Regions from separate parts of the Mus musculus genome. Here regions 1 and 2 are each linked to region 3. Evidence: chromatin contacts called from public Hi-C and HiChIP or PLAC-seq data. All regions are on one chromosome and are shown on one strand. Each heading gives the region's core, a stretch centred on a gene start, on an enhancer-like site or on the middle of the called end of the contact. The rest is flanking DNA. Distances are from core to core; before and after follow the strand shown.

Region 1 (4,354 bases), core at 612-3,111, 210 kb after region 3:
TCCTCCTCCTCCTCCTCCTCCTCCTCCTCCTCCTCCTCCTCCTCCTCCTCCCCCTCCTCCTCCTCTTTCCTTTTCTCCTTATGGTCCCTGCCTGCTACCCCTAGTCCAGCCCAGTAACTGAAATTCCCACTCCCTCTGTTCTCCCTAGTAATTAGCTATAGCCACTTTTATTTGACCAATAGCTTTAAATTGGAGAGCAAGCTTTATACAACAAAGGCTGGTGTATGTGGGAATTGACTCATGTGAGGGCAAGTAGATCTTGGGAGTCAGTATTTAGCATTCATACATTTACATACATAGCACCAGACCAATCCCCAACATATATGTGTGTATATAACACATAATATATAATATACAACATATGATATGTAATATATAGCATGTTATAACCTATAACACAACACATAGCATATATAATATAGAATATTAACACAACATATAATATATAATATAGCATATAATATATAATATGTGCATATATATATCCATTCCTCCTCCCTTTTCTTCCTCTTATAATAAGAATGGACACATTCTTTCTACTTGATGGTTATGTGACGATCAGGTAAAGCTGTTAGTTACATTCTTAGTTTGTAGTTGAAAGTCCAGGGAAAGTAGAGAACGGAGATGAGCAACACTTTGCAGACTTGCATATGACCACAGAAATGTATCTATGCCTATAGCATTTACACTAAACAGCATAAGCTAAATACTGTATCTTTCTGCTAAAGGCTACTGTAACTTAGTGACAATTAGCCCAGGCTCCATGTGAGAATACAAGAAAGAAGTTAATTTCTACTCTAGAAAGCAAGGTTTGCTGCTCCTTGAAGAAGAGACACAGCTAGGTAGCACTGTGTTATTACTTCATCAAATCCTCACTGCAAGTCTCCGAGGCAGGTAACATCATTGCACCGTTCTAGTTATGAAGAAACGAGGGGATGAGAAAGCAGGTCTCACTCTGAGACCACGAAACAGGGGCAGGAAGCAGAAGCTGAGGGCATAGGAAAACTGAAGAGTAACAGGTTAACAGGAAATAGAAGCTGGGCCTGCTGGAAGGAACCTGGAGTCCTAACTATTCAGAGGGACTGCAGAGTTCTGGGCAAGCCTGGGCTACACAGTGAGTGAGGCCAGTCTGACTTACATATGTAGTGAGGCTGTCTCTAAATCTGAAAAATTATTTTTAAAAGGTCTGGGGATATAGCTCAGTGTATATGCGCAGTATACAGTATATGTTCATCCCAAGCACGAGTAAGGCTTGTCTTTACTCCCTAGTACTTAGTAAAAGAAAAAGAAACTAGATACTAGACCGTCGAAGAAACTATTTGAAAGCAAGTATGAAAACTAATGTGAAAGTTAATTTTAAATAGCATATAAATAGAAGGATTTGCTTTAAAGGAAATGATAGATAATTTAGTGAAAATTGAAAACTGTGGAAACAAAAACCTGGAAACAAATTGGTAGTAATTAGGGTCAAAATTGGACATAAAAAATGTAAAGGTAAACTAAAAAACTGAAATATTGAGAATACAAGTGGAGCAGAGGCTGCCTGGGAGAGACTGGGGTTGAGGAGCAGAGAGGACAGAAGAGGTAAACAGCTTCGAAAGGAACCCCTGGGTGTGACCTCAGTGGGGGTGAGCTCTGCTTCGAGCCAGTAGAGCCCTCCCACGCCCATCGCCCTTACAGAAACGGCAGCTTTTGTGTTCGGAGTGGTCAGAAGTAACGACTCCCCGAGGTTCTCGTTCTGAACCTCATTTCCAGATGTCCTGAATTCGGGCGATGGGAGACCCATTCTCGCCCATCATCCATAGGGAAGGCCATTTCTTCTTGTTTCGGGGTGAACTTCCATCCTCAGCTCTTGTGCTCTTCCTCCCTCTATTGGCCATTCTGAGAACTGCATCCATGAACTAGCTGCCGGGCCGGCGGAAAGCAAGCCTGGAGCGAGGAGAAAAAGCTATTTCCAGAGATGAGACTAGAGCCCTTGAGAGGTGTGAGGAGGTGTTTGGGAACTCGCAGTTGTGAGTCAGAAGAGAGAGGGGAGTGTACGTGAGGAAGCTTCATTATAACTGAAGACTTCATTAGGATAGTCAAGACCGTCCCTGTATATGTAAGAGAGCTGGGGTGAGGTACCCTTTTCGTGTGGGTGTCAGGAGGGAAGGGGATTCTGATGGAAGAACATAGTTAAAAATGGGTGCAGGTGGACCTACCATCACCACCGTCACCATTATCAACACCACAACCATCACCACCACCACCATCACCATCATCGCCACCATCCCCATCATCCCCATCATCGCCATCATCGCCATCACCACCTCCATCATGCTTAGAAACAGAGAAGTCCTGTGGTGTAGGTTGCCAGGGTTCATGATCTGAAGTTTTCCAAGTAACACTAGAGTAAGAGAAATAAGGAAATGCTTGTCAACGTGTATACATTTCCAACTATAGGACGAGCCAGTTCTAGGTCTGGAGAGACGGCTGGGGGTGGGGCTAACGTGCTTACGGTAGAAGCATGAGACCCGAGTTTCACCTTCAGCACACCTACAGAACCTAAGTGAAGCTTCAAACACCTGCAACAACAGAGGCAGAGACAGGAGGCTCTCTGGACCTGCCTGACAGGCTAGTCCTGCTGCTCCCACGAGCTTCAGATTCTCTGACAAATACACTCACATGTATGTCTGTTTCTGTGGCCTGGGACTCAGGTTAGACTCATCTCCTGGTACGTGGCCCAGATACTTCAGTGCCACAAGCAATTGCTTTAGTAGGAGTGTGTGTGTGTGTGTGTGTGTGTGTGTGTGTGTGTGCTGACCCAACTGCAATGGGAAGAATTCTGTGCTCCTTACTCCGAATAGTCAATTTGTTAGAATCTGATAGTTATCATTCAAAGGTGGTATAAACTGGTTGGATTATATACCCACATTATGTAGATTAAATGGCACAGAGACACAAACACGCTGTCTTCATTGGAGACGGACTCCGGTTAGGTCTACTTAAGAATGAAGGCTGAATATGGACAGAACAGTTGGCAAGAAAGATTATGTTATATTATATTCTGATTTAAAAAAAATATTGAGAGCCGGGCAGTGGTGGTGCATACCTTTAATCCCAGCACTTGGGAGGCAGAGACAGGCAGATTTCTGAGTTCGAGGCCAGCCTGGTCTACAGAGCGAGTTTCAGGACAGCCAGGGCTACACAGAGAAACCCTGTCTCGAAAAAACAAAAAACAAAACAAAACAAAAAATTGACTCTTCGGCCTCTGCTTCCCAAGCGCTGGGATTAAAGGTGTGCGCCACCACCCCCCGGCAAAAAAATTGATTCTTTTTATGATAAAGGTAACTATGATCATTTGTAAAATATAGACAAATAGAGAAAAAAAATATCATTTAAGCCCAACAGTGTGGAGACACACATCATAAATGCATGTGTAACACAGAAGTCTATGATGCCATACTTGTATGGTGGGCGCACACTTTCAACTGCTTCCTGCTCACCCGTCTTTGGGTTCACTATGGTTAGTAATGCAGGTCCTGCCGGCTCTTGCTACAGCCTGCTTGTTGTAGCATTTCCCTGCCAGCCATCACCTTTGTCTCTCAGTGGGGGAGTTTGTGAAGCACTCCACCTCCTCACAGCCCCCAGAGGCTCTCTAGGCATGCCACCCTGGCACTACTCCAGACTCACAGGGAGAAGTCCTGGCCTGCAGCCCCTGCCACCACCCACAAGGCTGGCGTCCCTCCCCCCTCCCAGGGTGACGTGCTTGCGCTTGCGGGGTCCGCCATGGCCGAGCTGATGGGCCTTAATGATTTGCAGGACTTTCGAGAAAACACTTTCTCGATACTTTTTCAACGAGTTTGCTGCCCCCCCCCCCCCCCCCATGATTCAGAACTGAGTCTAATGAAAGGAGACCTAGCAGGCAACTACAGAGCTGTCTCCCGGCTTCCCAAGACCAAGCATCTCTCATTAGGTAGACTTCTCACTCAGCTTTTACGATGGAAGCTCACCCCACCGATTTGTGAGTTATAGCCAAGGAATCTGAAACCCCTGTTACAAAAGCAAAATGAAGGACACTTTCAGGTGAAGACAGAAATCGTAACACTGAAATTATAAATAAAATTATAGGTACAAAGGCTGAGATACAGCAAAGAGTAACATACGCCAAAAGCTGCCTGCTACCCCCATCATTTTACATTTTTTCTTTAAAACATTACACTGTATATTTTATATACATTCTGTCACTAGTTATTCTTCACAATGGCATTTTAATGATCCTGTAATGTTCTGTTATATGACTCTAACCTTTTACTATTGTTGCACTTGGACATTATCTTCACTTTCTATTATAAATTACTATGAAGAAATTTTA
Region 2 (4,916 bases), core at 1,996-4,495, 140 kb before region 3:
GCTGCTGCTGAGTGGAATGACCTGATGAGCTCCCAGAAGAACTGCTGCTGTGTGGGGGTCTGCTATTTGCAGGTTCTACTACTGGTGGACTGCTTGCTTCCTGTTCGGAAGCAGATGCCCCTTTATTTGGGGATGCTGATCCACAATCCAAAGGGCTGTTTCTAGAAACCCCTCCTGGCTGGGCTGGTGGTGATGGGGAAGATGGGGATGATACTGGATAGTGTTCTTTGGCAGTAGGCATAGGATATGTGGCGTTTGTGGGTGCGGTGCTGTTGTTGCTTGCTGTAGTTGTGACTGTTGTGGTTGTGGCATTGGATGTCTTCACAACTGTGACAAAAAGCTGCCTTCTGACTGAAGGAGAACTTGGACTGCCATTTGAAGTTGTACCAGGCACCGCTGAAGCTGATGAACTGGCTGTAGTTGTTGGACTTGAAGTTAGAGAACCTGCTGAATTCACCTGAGAACCACTGCTATTCTGATTGCTATGGCGAGGCACCATGTGAGGCTTAGGCGAGTTAGTAGCTCTGGCAGGGCTCAAAGGCCTGACAGGAAAAGGACCCCAAGTGGACTGAGCTGGTGGGAAAGTACCTCCAAAGTGGGTCATGGGCAACCGTGGTGGACGGATCTGCTGGAAAGTCTGAGCAGCAAGCAAAGCGTGTGCAAACTGTGGAGGAGGATATGCTAATGGAAGAGAAACTGGAAACCCAGGCCTCACATTATTCACAGGGTTCTTAATGGTTTTGTGAGTGGATGCAGAAGAGATGGCAGGAACGGTGAGTGCAGTGGCAGTCTGAGATGTCGACGACAGAGCTACAGTTGTCATTTTGATCCCCATTAAGGAACTGTTAGCAGCAGTGGTGGTAGGTGCTGAGGACCCGATTTTGGAATTTGCTGTGGAGCTTTTCAAACGATTCTTTGGAATAAGTTCATCAATTTCTTTGTCTGGATCCTTGATCAAAGCATTGATCAACTGAGTTGCTTGTCTTGTTGATTCAGTGCCACCCCTGCATGTTGATCAACAGATAAAAAAATGGCCCCCAAATTAGCCTTAATTTCACTACTTTCTAGTAGTACAGTCTATCATTCTCATGTAGACATTTACATGTATGCATGTATAAACACACATTAAACAGGTAAACCAAACACACACACACACACACACACACACACACACACACACACACACCCCTTAAGTGACTTAAAAAAAAGATTATGTCCACATGTATAACTGTTTAGACAGTTGTAAGCCACCAAGTAAGTGTTGGAAACCATGTCTTCTATAAGAGCAGTAAGTGCTCTTAACTCCTAAGCCACTGTCCCAGCCTCTATTTTATTTTTAAAGAAAAAAAAATCTTCCCATTGTTTCCTTAGACTAAAATGTTATTTCTCCTATTGTAACATGATTTATCATTAGGAAACAGATTATACATAAAAGCTTGTGTGGCCTACAATAATATTTTGAAGATAAATATACGGTCAATAACTAGAACTGGTACTCAATGCCAATAGTACCAGCAGAAGAATGATCTGTGAGTTCCAGGCCAGCCTGAGTTACTTACTGAGAGCAGGCCTTAAAAGAAAAAGGGGAAAAGAAGGTAAGCCTAGAGTGTTGGTGCAAGACTTTAATCTTAACACTTAAGACATAGCCTAGTAAAGAGTTACATAGAAAGCCTGCCTCAAAAAGGGTGATGAATATTTAAAACAATCTTATTAAAAAGTTGGAATTGGCCGGGCAGTGGTGGCGCACATCTTTAATCCCAGCACTTGGGAGGCAGAGGCAGGCGGATTTCTGAGTTCAAGGCCAGCCTAGTCTACAGAGTGAGTTCCAGGACAGCCAGGGCTACACAGAGAAACCCGGTCTCAAAAACAAAAAAAAAAAAAAAAAAAAAAAAGTTGGAATTGTAGCTCATTGGTGAGAATTTACATTCAATTTTTAACACTGTAAAATCAAAAAACAAAACACCAATGTTCAAGTAAACATGAAACACTTTACAACTAAGCAAGGGAAGAGGATTTGGTCGTTGATCTTAGTATCTGAGATAAGTTTACTGCCTAAATGGCTTCCCTATGAACAGCATTGGAGGACAACCTCTCAAAACAAGTGAGGAATTCTAACAATGCCAGCAACAACAATGACAGCAAACTAGAACGTTGGCTCTTCAGGAAAACGCCCGATTTAAGTTTACATATGGAAACCTCAAGAACAAATGACCCAGAAAGGGTATTTACTTGCCTTTCCTCTGGATTCTGCAAGTTAATCTAGCAGAGGAAAAGGTGAAAATGAAATGGATTAAATGTCTCCCTACTTTAAAGAAAAAAAAACCTGTAAGTCCTAGTATACACTCAGTTGAAAACCCACTTTTCCTTCCCTCCCTCCCTCCCTTTTTCTTTCTCTCTCTCTCTTTCCTTCTCTCTCTCTCTCTCTCTCTCTTAAATAATTTATTACTTTTTATTTTATGGGCATTGGTGTTTTGCCTGCATGTCTGGATACCCTGGAACTGGAGTTATAGACAGTTGTGAGCTGCCGTGTGGGTGAGGGGAATCGAAACCTAGTTCTCTGGAAGAGCAGTCAGTGTTTTTAGCTGCTGGGCCATCTCTCCTCCGACCCTACCCTGAGAACCCGCTTTTCAAAATGTACTTATACTATAGCTATTTTAAGTACAGCTTTTGCATCCTTATAATGTCGTAAACTGTCATCTTTATTCTTGGAGTATTTCAGCAGACACACTTGTTGAGTTTTCAGGTTAAATATTTACACTGCCACTACTGATTATGTTACATTAATAAGTTCAAATTCTAAGGATATCATTTCACAACAAAAATCTATAAAGTAATTGAGAGAAAATAACTCCCTGCTTTAAAATGTGTAAGAAATTTATTACTCAAGAATCTAGACAAATTTTTAACTATCTCAAATTTTTATAACATTATTTAAAACATATCATAAGAATGTATTCATTAGAAAAAATCCTGAGAATAATATTCCCAAAGACTCATACTTTGGGGGATGGGATGTGTATGTGGGGGATAAGGTCTCCCTACAGAGCTCTGGCTGTCCTGGAAATCATTATAAAGTCCAGGCTGGCCTTAAACTTAGAGTTCTGTCAGCCTGCCTCTGCTGAGATTAAATACCTGTATTACAACTCTTCTAAAACTATAATCTTTTAAATACATAAAGGCTGAGGAGATGCCAGTGATGGTTTGTTTATGCTTGGCCCAGGGAGTGGCATTATTTGGAGGTGTGGCCTGATTGGAGTAGGCGTGTCACTGTGGGTGTGGGCTATGACCCTCACTGAGCTGCCTAGAAGCCAGTATTCTGCTAGCAGCCTTCAGATAAAGAAACAGGACTCCCAGCAATGCCTGCAAATGCCGGCCTGGATGCCACCATGTTCCCGCCATGATGATAATGGACTGAATGGACCTCTGAACCTGTAAGCCAGTTACATGTTGTTCTTATAAGAGTTGCCTTGGTCGTGGTGTCTGTTCACAGCAGTAAAACACTAAGACAGAAGTTGGTACCAGGGACTGGGGTACTGCTGTGATCGGCCTGACCATGTTTTTGTTTGGAAGAATGTAGATTTTGGGACTTTGGATTTGGAAAGCACTGGAATGCTTTAAGTGGGTCTTAATGGGTCATCCTAGAAGGAATGTGGAAGACTTTGTTGCTGAGAGTGGTTTGAACTGTGACCATCTGACCCACGAGGTTTTAGTGGAGAATTTCAGTATGTGGCCTAGAGACTGTTTTTGTGGTTCTTTGGTGAATGTGACTTTTTTTTTTTTTGCATTGTCCTAGGAGTCTGCCTGAGGCCAAGAGATTTAGATTCCTTTGAAAAAGGAAGTCTCAAAACAGCCTGGGGTAATTTCTGTTGTATGGTTACTAAAGTTCACTCTTATGAAAAACATTTTAATGAAAAGGAACAAGCTGAGAAGAAAGGACAAATATAAAATATATGGTTGGAATATTAAAGGGGCACTCAGAAGTAAAATGGAGCTGAATCCTGTGTTCACAGATAGTAAATGAATTAAGGGAGTAGTGAGTGACCTTGGAGCAAAATCCACCCAGCTAAGTTTAGGGCCAGGCATGGAAGTACACACCTTTACTCCCAGAAGAGGAAGACAAAATGTGAGTTCAAGGTCCAACAGAGCAAGTTCTAGGTGAACAAAAACTTAAATCCTGGCTTGGTGGACCACACCTTTAATCCCAGTGTTTTAGGAGAGAGGCATACAGATCTATGAGTTCAAAGTTAGTTCTCTGAGTTCAAAGTCAGTCTACAGAGCAAGTTCCAGGACTGCCAAGCTTAGGCAATGAAGGAGTTGGGAAACAGAAAGCTGGTGAAAATATAATAGAATACAAGAGTAGGCCATGTTCCAGCCCCAGCAAAAAGCAGAACTCAGCAACTTTGGTTATTTGGCTCTGGCTTTAAGAGTCCAGAATAGAAGAGACTACTGGATTAAATGATGCTGGTTAGCTGGAGATAAGAAATTAGTGGTGAGGGGGCTAGAGAGATGGCTCAGAGGTTAAGAGCAGTGGCTGCTCTTCCAGAGGTTCTGAGTTCAATTCCCAGCAACCACATGGTGGTTCAAAACTATCTCTAATAAGATCTGGTGCTCTCTTCTGTACTGCAGACATACATGCAGGTAGAATGGTGTATTTATAACAAATCTTAAAAAACTTGAATTAAAAATAAATTAGCTGGGTGGCACACACCTTTAATCCCAGCACTTGGGAGGCAGAGGCAGGCAGATTTCTGAGTTCAAAGCCAGCCTGGTCTACAGAGTGAGATCTAGGACAGCCAGGGCTACACAGAGAAACCCTGGAAAAACCAATCAATCAAGAATAGAATAGAATAGAATAGAATAGAATAGAATAGAATAGAATAGAATAGAATAGAATAGAATAGAATAGAATAGAGGTG
Region 3 (4,823 bases), core at 1,157-3,656:
CTTTTACACTCTTACATATTTATTTTTACTCTAGTCACAATAGCTAAGGTAAGAAATGAGCCTAGATGTCTTTCAAGAGATGGATGGATACACAGTGGAAGTTTATTCAGCTCTAAGCAAAGATAGAATGATGTCATTTCTAGGAAAATGTCTAGAACTAGAGATAACTGTGCTAGGCAAAACAAGCCAAACCCAGAAAGGCAAATCCCACTTTTCTCCTAATATCCAGAGTCTAGACAGGAATATATATTAATATAAGAGGAGTTGGAGTGGTCTAAAGGAACTGGGGGTATATAATGGGAAAACAAAAATGCAAATATAATTTTTCTCATATCCAGAAAATATATATGAGAAAGGAAATCAGAAAGGGGAGTTTGTGTTCCAATTGTGTGCTGTAAGTTAGCAAGACCTGGCACGTCACCCAGGCACTTGACTGCTATGGTCTTCTCGTAAGGATTACTATTCATGGGCCTCCTCCTTCCATGTTCGCACTCACTGAGCCTGCAGACATCTGGAGTCTGCCTCTGGCTCCACTCCAGATCTATAGCTGTGCTCTTGTCCTTTTCACTAGACTTGGCAGTATTTGGTTTCCTGTTTTTGATTCTTGGCTTGCTCAAAAAATGTACCAATGGTCACTCTCACTCCAAAGCACTTTATTTTTACGATTCTGCAAGGAGGCAGCACCCACCTCTGGTCAGGAGCCACACTGACTCTCTCAAAATCAGTGGGCCGTACATGAAGATTCTCATCAGTAGTTATTCATATAGTTTTACTTTATTAATACCATTCTCATAGATGCAATGGCAAAGTCCAGATCACTGCTCACTGTTTTTGTTTGTTTGATTGATTCTTGGGGTTTTTTTGTTGTTGTTGTTGTTGTTTGTTTTTTGCTTCTCTTCAGTATTCAGAGTAGGTTGCAAAGGCACTGGATTCCTAGTGAAGAGCTAGAGCTATTACAATAAATCTAGGATATCTATATCTATATCTATATCTATCCTCAAAGTGAAGAGTTTCTGTTTTACAAATCAAGCAACTCATTATTGTATAGATTAAGGAACAGTCCTGAGCACTGGGTAGCTGCTGTGAGTGGAATCACAGAGTCTGAATCATCTTCTTCATCTTCAAGAGTAGTGAGCTAAATTTTTCAGGTATTCAAGAGACACTTATTGAGAACCTACCATGTATGTACTAATTATGGGACTAGAACTTGATACAACAGTGAACAAAATCAGGCCTGGGCCCTGATGTGCCTAAAGCTTAAATCATGCCAGTGCCAAAGAATGAAAAGAGGTTGTTATTCTCACTACTTCAGAGAACTATGGAGATCATGTTGCCAGGTGGGTCTAAGAAGCAAGCAAAGGCTAATCAGAGGGCCTAGAAGAATGGCTCACCAGTTGGAGTGTTTACTGCTCTGCCAGAAGATCACAGTTCAGATCCCAGGGCTAATGTCATGTGGCTTACAACCCCCTATAACTACCACTCCAAGGGATCTGCTATCCTTCTGACTTCCAGGGGCACAAGTATGCATGCAGAACATACACACACACACACACACACACACACACACACACACACACACCATAAAATGAATTAAAAGGACAGTCATAGAGTGGTATTGTAAGGATTTCTATCTTTATTCAAAGAAAGGTACACTGGGAAGGAGATGTATTTCAGAGCATGCTATGATCTGTGCTTTGAAGATGTTAGTTGCCTCTGTGGAAGTAGCCCAAAGGACACATGTCTACTAGCTGGAGGCTAACTTGGTAGATCCAAGAAAGATACTATGCTGTCTTAGACCATTACCTAAGCAGGGAGGTCAGTAGCAGTGGTGGAATTCAAGTAAAATGTAGAAGTGAGTTAATAAGGCTTACTGATTGGTTAGAGATAGACTATAATACTGCTCAAATTATGGATGCTTCAACTAGCCAGTCACTTTATAAAAATGCTCACCTCTCAAGCTTTGCTAAGAAAATGAAAGTCATCAGAGAAAACCTTCTTTCTTACCTGTCCACAGTTCTGCCCTTAAAAGGGGCTGAGGGAAGGTTGTGTCTTCAAGGGAGAGAGTGCTTACAGTTAAAGTAAGAGAACAGAGGACAAGCTCAGACATGTTTCTAAAGGTGATCCGGAGACTGTTGCATGTAGTTTTACTCTCTACCCACTGTGGCCCTGGGAAGGTGGCCCCCTACTGGAGATATCTCTGTAAGACTTGGCTGCCATTCTTAGCTCCTTACTTAAGTCTGGAAGACAGAGGACATGTCTATTGATCTGCAAAAAGGAAATGCAAGAAAATGATAAGAAGTGGTGAGTGGGAAATACTTTGTCAAACAAGGCAAGTACTGGTGAAAGGTACAGGAAAAACATTTTAAGGACTTGTGGCTAGATACTGAAATCAGCTGATCTTCTAGTAGAAGGCTTGCTTACTCACTGTGTATCAACATTGGAGACTTGTGTGGTGCCAGGTGGTGGCAGCTATACAAACGGTAGAAACTTTGTATCCAGGGATGTCCATACCTGCTTTGAGTCATTTTGGATCTCCTCCAGGATCTGGCTTGTATCAAAGATAGTGGTGTACTATGCATAAAGAAAACCAATGGGAATTGTGTCTATATTTTCTGATTTGAAAAAAGGGTACATAAAACTTTTACTATACAGCTAATTTCCCTGTAAGATTGATGACTAAGACATATGACTTATCAACTCTATAACTGTGACCATTTTCTTTCTAAGAAAATGAAGGAAGAAAATCTCTCTCACATTAGTTATAAAAAAAATACCTAGAAATAAACTTAACCAAGGAGGTGAAAGTTCTTTACACAGAAAACTTTAAGATGTTGAAAGAAAAATTAATGAAGACACTAGAAGGTAAGAAGCTCTCCTTTGTTCATGGATAGGCAGAATTAATATAATGAAATAAGCTAAAAGCTAACTACAGATTCAGTGAAATCCCATTAAAGTCCTAATGCCATTTATTTTTTTTTCACAGAGTTAGAAACAAATTTCAAAACTCACATGGAAACACAGAAACTCTAAATAGCTAACACAATCCTAAGCAGAAAAAAAAACACTGGATCGCAATACCCAATCTCAAAGTATTCTACAGAGCCATAGTGACAAAAACAGAATGATTCTGACACATAAGGCAACATACCAAGCAAAAGATCAGAATAGAAGATCCAATCCCCTTTCCCAAAAATAGAACAGGGCCTAGAGTGAGTGGTTGGAGTGTCTATGTAAGTGAGCTCCAGAACAGCCAGAGATACACAGTAAGATCCTGTCTCTACAAACAAACAAACAAACAACAACAACAAACCCAAATACAATAAAATAAACCCCTCCAGAAAACCAAATAACCCTATTAAAATGGGGTACAGAGGTAAACAAAGAATTCTTAACTGAGGAATGGCTGAGAAGCACCTAAAAAAAATGTTCAACCTCCTTAATCATCAGGGAAATGCAAATCAAGACAACCCTTGAGATTCCACCTCACACCAGTCAGAATGGCTAAGATCAAAAACTCAGGTGACAGCAGATGCTGGCAAGGATGTGGAGAAAGAGGAACATTCCTCCATTGCTGGTGGGATTGCGAGCTGGTACAACCACTCTGGAAATCAGTTTGGCTGTTCCTCAGAAAACTGCACATAGTACTACCAGAAGATCCAGCAGTACCACTCCTGGGCATATACCCAGAAGATGTTCCAACTTGTAATAGGGACACATGCTCCACTATGTTCATAGCAGCCTTATTTATAATAGCCAGAGGCTGGAAGGAACCCAAATGTCCCTCAACAGAGAAATGGATACAGAAAATGTGGTACATTTACACAATGGAGTACTACACAGCTATTAAAAACAATGAATTCATGAAATTATTAGACAAATGGATGGGTCTGGAGGATATTATCTTGAGTAAGGTAACCAAACCACAAAAGAACACACATGATATGCACTCACTGATAAGTGGATATTAGCCCAGAAGCTCAGAATACCCAAGATACAATTTACAAAACATATAAAACTCAAGAAGGAAAACCAAAGTGTGGATACTTCGATCCTTCTTAGAAGGGGAAACAGGATACCCATGGAAGGTGTTACAGAGACAAAGTGTGGAGCAGAGACTAAAGGAATGACCATCCAGAGACTGCCCCACCTTGGGATCCATCCCATAAACAACCACCAAACCCAGACACTATTGCAGATGCCAACAAGATTTTTTTTGACAGGAGCCTGATATACCTGTTTCCTGAGAGGCTCTGCCAGTGCCTGGCAAATACAGAAGTGTGTGCTTACCGTCATCCATTGGACAGAGCACAGGGTCCTCAATGGAGGAGCTAGAGAAAGTACTCAAGGAGCTAACGGTGTCTGTAACTCTATAGGAGGAACAACAATATGAACTAACCATTACCCTCCAGAACTTGTGTCTCTAGTTGCATATGTAGCAGAGGATGGCCTAGTAGGCCATCAATGGGAGGAGAGGCCCTTGGCTTTGGGAAGGTTCTATGCCCCAGGGACAGGAAGCAGGAGTGGGTGGATTGGGGAGCAGTGGGAGAGGGGAGAGGATAGGGGATTTTCAGAGGGGAAACTAGGAAAAGGAATAACATTTGAAATGTAAATAAAGAAAATATCTAATAAAAAAAGAAAGAAAGGCTGGGCATGGTGGCGCCCTTATTCCCAGCACTCAGGAGACAGAGGCAGGCAGATTTCTGAGTTTGAGGCCAGCCTGGTCTACAAAGTGAGTTCTAGGACAGCCAGGGCTATGTAGAGAAACCATGTCTCAAAAAACAGAAACAAACAAACAAAAAAACCGAAAGGGTTTGGTTTGGTTT

The links. Hi-C and Micro-C count contacts between places; a contact is called where the count stands out from the background. HiChIP or PLAC-seq counts read pairs in DNA pulled down with a chosen protein or histone mark.
Region 1: a Hi-C map of the Ba/F3 cell line shows a contact between it and region 3, with 2.8 times the contacts expected there. The contact joins two enhancer-like sites. A contact is called at or near these places in 2 of 39 promoter capture datasets (the 3T3-L1 cell line and hippocampal neurons), 1 of 15 datasets of contacts at CTCF or cohesin (the NIH/3T3 cell line), 37 of 484 Hi-C or Micro-C datasets (the AML12 cell line, the Ba/F3 cell line, CD4 T cells and 25 more) and 2 of 115 datasets of contacts at active chromatin or transcription factors (epiblast stem cells and extraembryonic endoderm stem cells).
Region 2: a contact with region 3 is called in an H3K27ac HiChIP or PLAC-seq map of embryonic stem cells, with 8 read pairs. The contact joins two enhancer-like sites. A contact is called at or near these places in 2 of 115 datasets of contacts at active chromatin or transcription factors (embryonic stem cells and extraembryonic endoderm stem cells) and 3 of 9 other capture datasets (adipose tissue, liver and pancreatic islet).

The regions. Positions count from the first base shown.
Region 1 is chr5:90,587,265-90,591,618 of GRCm38.p6, forward strand. The region is part of intron 12 of Albfm1 (albumin superfamily member 1); the gene reads left to right. Among named protein-coding and RNA genes, the nearest start is that of Gm42109, 4.4 kb to the left of the region's middle. Within about 2 kb of position 1,862, at least 48 of the 459 cell types and tissues checked have an H3K27ac peak or open chromatin away from gene starts, as enhancers often do. A contact at or near this core is called in the Ba/F3 cell line and the G1E-ER4 cell line, where this site is marked.
Region 2 is chr5:90,243,491-90,248,406 of GRCm38.p6, forward strand. Ankrd17 (ankyrin repeat domain 17) reads right to left here. Exons shown (of 34, transcript NM_030886.2): 29 at 1-1,004. Among named protein-coding and RNA genes, the nearest start is that of Cox18, 22 kb to the left of the region's middle. Within about 2 kb of position 3,246, at least 23 of the 459 cell types and tissues checked have an H3K27ac peak or open chromatin away from gene starts, as enhancers often do. A contact at or near this core is called in embryonic stem cells and extraembryonic endoderm stem cells, where this site is marked.
Region 3 is chr5:90,381,140-90,385,962 of GRCm38.p6, forward strand. No RefSeq gene overlaps it. Among named protein-coding and RNA genes, the nearest start is that of Gm9958, 17 kb to the left of the region's middle. Within about 2 kb of position 2,407, at least 33 of the 459 cell types and tissues checked have an H3K27ac peak or open chromatin away from gene starts, as enhancers often do. A contact at or near this core is called in the Ba/F3 cell line, the G1E-ER4 cell line, embryonic stem cells and 1 more, where this site is marked.